2 separate regions of the Gossypium hirsutum genome follow, and region 2 is linked to region 1. A link is a contact called in public Hi-C data. All regions are on one chromosome and are shown on one strand. The core of a region is the stretch at or near the end of the contact, and the rest is flanking DNA. Distances in the headings are between cores, read along the strand shown.

The links. A called contact is a pair of places that touch in the nucleus more often than the background predicts.
Region 2: a Hi-C map of leaf shows a contact between it and region 1, with 3 times the contacts expected there. The contact joins the promoter of LOC107913697 here to the promoter of LOC121209839 in region 1. A contact is called at or near these places in 13 of 34 Hi-C or Micro-C datasets (anther, fibers, leaf and 2 more).

The regions. Positions count from the first base shown.
Region 1 is chrA11:93,453,154-93,455,853 of Gossypium_hirsutum_v2.1, reverse strand. LOC121209839 (plant cysteine oxidase 2) reads left to right here and starts at 1,357. Exons shown (of 5, transcript XM_041081555.1): 1 at 1,357-2,059. The coding sequence starts at 1,801.
Region 2 is chrA11:93,599,879-93,602,623 of Gossypium_hirsutum_v2.1, reverse strand. LOC107913697 (protein RRP6-like 2) reads left to right here and starts at 1,467. Exons shown (of 14, transcript XM_016842357.2): 1 at 1,467-2,365. The coding sequence starts at 1,592.

The DNA of each region.
Region 1 (2,700 bases), core at 108-2,607:
AACTTAACAAACAAATACCTATAAAATTATAGCAAAATTACCAATAAAGCAAATGTTATATGTTATCCAAATAATAGTAGCAATATAATAGTGAAATGGTAGTAAAATAGCGATGAAAGTGGAAAAACAATAGCAAAACATGGAAAGATAGCAACAAAACAATAGGGTTTTTTTTATTATTGCAAATTCAGGCAGGGTAGGGCTCGGGCCGCAGAAACCTTCGGGCCGCAGAAACCTTACTTGAGGCCCGACCCATTTCCTACATAGGCCTTATTTTTTACCCAAGTCTATTTTCTGAGCATATATTTTTACCTAAACTTTCTCATTTTTCGGGTGAGCCTTCGGACTTGGCCAGTAATATTGATTCAAACTCACATAAACACAAAAATATTATTATATTTTTCATCAATTTTTCTAAGGGTAAACTACAAAAATAGTCACTTTTGTTTGCCTCATGTTACATTTTAGTCACTTAAGTTATTATTTTGTTACGAAGTGATCAATCTTCCGTTAAGTTCTGTTATCTTTCTAACGGTAATCCTACGTGGCAGTCCAACTAGATATTAGTGAATCTGCTAATACATACTACATCCGGATAAAGTATGCATTATTAAAATTAAATTAAAATATTAAATAAGAAATAAAATTATAAAACAATATGTTATTTGGAAAATAACTATTATTGTAATGAGATACATGTTTTATTAGGTATAAGTATTTAAAATTTTATTTTTGTAATATGATACATGCGTAAATATATATATAATCATATTAGTGAATCTGCTAATACGTACTTCATCCGGACGAAGTATGTATTAGCAGATTCACTAATATCTAGTTAGACTGCCACGTAGGATTACCGTTAGGGAGTTATAACAGAACTTAACGAGAAAGTTATCACTTCATAACAAAATAATAACATAAGTGATTAAAACGTAACATTTCAAATATAAATGACTAAAATGTAACATGAGGTAAACAAAAGTGACTATTTTTTTAGTTTACCTATTTTTCTAATATTAAATCTAATACACTGATTTGAATCCATGTAAATGTAATACTGTTTTCATTATTAAAAACAAATTTTTATTTCTATATTTCAATTTTCTAAAAAAAAAAACATCAACCAAACCCACCTAATCTTTTCGTATTTGTAACCTTAATATTACCCCCAACATGTGAGGTGGCAAATTTTACTTTATTTCTAATTTTGGCCCAAAAATATCTTAAAGAATAGGCAAGTAAGAAGGGCCAATTTCGTCAATTACTAATCGTTAAAATTCCAAACTTTTTATCATCAAAATAAAAAAACCAGGGGTGGCTTAAGATAACAGGCAGTTTTCAACTCTCAATCTTGGGGGCGCGAACTTAAATATAAATAATTAAATTTAATTTAAAAAAAAAACCCAGCCTTCTCTTTTCGCTTTTTCTACAGGTTTTCTTTATTTTTAAATGCTTTTTAATGAGCTGTATTTTATTTTATTTTTCAAATCGAAAACTATAAAATTAAAAGGTTTTTTTTTCTTCCCTGTTTTTCATGGCCCCTAGTTTTGCTCTCTCTCCCACCCTTATATACCACCTTTGCACCTTTCTTTCCCAACAGTTAACTATCTTCGCATTTTCTCATAGATTTCTCCCCCCCTTTTCTTTTTTCTCTTTCTTTGCTAATATCAATCTTTATCTTCTTCTTCCTCCAAACGAACTCATTAACACAAACTTCTTTTTTCCCTTGGGACAAACTTTGTTTTGAAATCTTCTGGGTTTTGCATGAAAATAGTGTTTTCCCAATAAGAATCATCTATGACGGTGGAAACTGGTGGATTGGTGGAGCAAAGCAAAAATAATATCACGACGACTGTAAAGCATGTAAACAACAGGGTTAGGTATGGTAACAAGACGGAGAAGAAGAACAGATCATATAAGAAGATGAGAAGAGAGGTTGTGTTTCCAAGAGTTCCTGATGTATTGCAACAACTCTTTGTTTCTTGTACACAAATCTTCAGAGGCCCTGGATTTGTCCCTCCTGCTTCTGATGTAAACAAGCTATGCGATATTCTTGGTAAGTTATCAGCAAAATTCACTTCAAAATCTAGGTTCTAGGATTTCTGCTAAAATTTTGACTTATAGGCCATCTGATCTAAGTCCAGAAACTCCCAGTTTCGTTATTTATTAATATTGATATGGATCATGGTTTTGTATTTGTACTTGCACGTTGTATTTTAGATTTTTTATGGTAAAAAAGTAAAAAAAAAACCACCTTTTCTGTCAATTACAACTGTCAAAATAAATGATTTTTTTTATTTTACCTAAGTTTAAACTGAATATTCTAAAACAACGCATGAGTTGCTGTAGACACCGATGTTTGTTTCTTGTGTTTGTGGGGGTTCCATTGGGCATTTAGAATCTGATTCAGCCCTAGCAATGGAAAGGAGGGAAAAGAAGGGAGATTTGATTGATAGTAATGCATGAATGTGGTGTGGTCGCATCACACATGTTGCCTCCTTAGTGGATACGCATACCAAATTTAATAACAGAACGGATCCAAAATATTGGAGTAGGGGTAGGAAATTATTTGTTTTGTTTAGGGCATATATCAATCTTTTGTCACGTGACAATGTGATCTCCCATAACCTTGTGTGAAAATTATGTTAAAAATCGAAAGTAAATAAATAATTGGGTATTCACATGCCTTCTTATTCT
Region 2 (2,745 bases), core at 218-2,717, 150 kb before region 1:
TACTGTTTTGGGTTTATTAATACTTTTTAATATTTTTCACATATACATATTTATAATCTAATTTTTAATTTCTTGATAAATTATATATACATTAAATATTTTTCACATATATATTTATAGCCTAAGTTTTAGTTTCTTCAAAAATTATATTTTTTTGTCAAAAAATAAATTATACATTTTATATATATATGTAAATATATCTCATTCATATAAATATATTTATACGTAAGTATAAATTTTAAAATTATTAATTAGGTTGAATAATTCAATTTAGTAATTTTTATTTTTAAATATAATTATGGAAAAATAAAATGGGTAAAATAAAAATATTAAAAAATAGTTTGAAATGCCAAAATTTTGTAGAAACCAGTACGGGCAAAAACAGGCCGATATTGATTGAAATTGGACGAAATACACTGAAATGACCAAAGTGCACCTAAATTGTGATCGAAATAAAACATAGAATACTTGGTATTGGTTTAAGACTGAAACAATACAGACCAATATTAGTACGATATCAACTACCACGATCAAAAGTGAAAGACAATTTAAATTAAAAAAAAAGGTTAACTCCGGCCAGTTTAAAAATAATCTAATTGAAATTAATATTTTTAATCATTTAATTTTTTTAAAACAAGTTTGATATCCCACAATAAAAATTAGTAAACAATTTTTATTTTTTATTTTTCTTTTGCAAAAAATAGAACCTGCTTATAGCTTAATAAAATAAATTATATTATATTAATTTATTTTAAAAAAATTATATTATCCCCTCGTCATATAGTTTAATTATATTCTGTATTTAATTTTAATTAATGTTAAACATGTTTTACAACAACGCTTAATTTTTCGATTTTTTTTCCCAAACATGTTTTATAACTTGAATTATCACTTAAAATTTTTTATATTTAATTTTTTAGTACTTAAATTTTTCTGTTTTTCAAATAGAGGGTTATATTTTATTGACTAAACTAATTTTCTTAGAACAAATATGAAAAAATGTAAAATTATTTCCTTAATTAAATTTATGTATTTTTACAAAAGCTGTGGATTTAATTTTTGTATTAGAATTTGGTAATTTTTAGATTTTATATTTTTAAAATTTTTAAATTTCAACGCTCTCTAAATGATAAATATTAAATTAAGTTCTACTATTTCTAAATTCTGATTCAACAAATATATTATTATATGTGTAATATTATGTTAACATGTTATTTTCACATATTCCTTACTAAAAATCATGTTAATGGATTAACGATTGTAATTTTTATTAATACTGAAATTTTAAATTTTGATAAGTATAGGGACTTAAAATGACTTAGTTGGAGAATATGAACTAAATTTACAAACGTATGCATATTACAAAACTTATAATTGTATTTAACTAAACAAATTTAATTGCTGTTGTTTGGTTCAGAACTAAATTTTCAAACTCTAAATATTGTAATGACTAAAATTTACCAATTTAAAATTATAAGGACTAAAATTGATCAAAGTAAAGTATAAAAACAAAATACACAATTTTCATAAAGTGTAAAGACTAATAGCAGAATTTAACCCAAAGAAAACCAAAAATTTCTAAAACCCTAATATGCTTTTTCTACACTACAACCCTAACACAACGATGAACGACTACGACGATCAGATAACAATGGAAGCCCAATCTCAACCTTCAGAGAATTCTCAAATTCTTCAAACGTTAGCTCTAGGTCCTCTCTCTTCTTCTCTTTCTTCACTCTCTTCCTCTTCTCCAACCCTCCCTTCCAATCAAGACTTTCATTTCTTCAACAACTTCTCCGATTTCAAGCTTCCCATCGATCAAATCGCCAAAACATCCGATTCTTTGCTTGAATCCATTGGCGCTTCGGCTAAAATCTGGGGCGCCAACAAGGCCATCAATTTCCCTAGCAACCTTGACAGCATAGCCGATGATGAAGCTTATGATTGGCTCGTTGATATCAACGACGAACTTTTGGAACGATTTGACGTTTCCATCGACGAATTTCATAAGATTCGAAAGAAAGAAGAGGAAACGGGCCGGTTTATTGGGTCGGATCCTGACAATAATGGGTTTCAGTTGGTTTACGGGAAGAAAAAGAAGAAAATTAACGGTGGTTTATTGAGTGACTCGGTTGGTGTGTCAGTGAGTGGGAAGGAAGGTGGGTTTTCGGGTTCTTCTGGAGTGAAGGTGAAGAAAGAGGCATTGGCTACGGGGACGACTGGGAAAGCTAAGGTGCCATTTCATATACCAATGATACGGAAGCCTCAGGAAGAGTATAATATACTTGTGAATAATTCGAATCAGCCTTTTGAACATGTTTGGTTGCAGAGGAGTGAGGATGGGCAGCGTTTTGTTCATCCATTGGTTGGTCTTTGTTTCCCCGTTTAATCCGTCTTTATGGAGTTCTGTCTGTTCTTTTCTTTTGGGGTTAATCACTATGTTATTACTGTTTCCTAAATTCTTTCACAACATTTCTGCTTTTAGTTGGTTACGTATGTTATAGGATTACCTCACAGGTTCACTTTTGTTTGGTTAGTTCAATAAGTGTTGAGTTTCATATGTTTGTCGGATAACTTCATAATTTTTCTATACCGAGGTGCAAAGGGCAAAAAAGCGCTTCCTTGAGTAAACTGAGGAATATGTCTATGTATGTGTTTTGTGTATCTTTGTCTATATAAAAAAATAAGCTTAAGATATTCTGATAATGAACTCAAAAGGTGGTCCAATTTATCTTAGAAAAATGC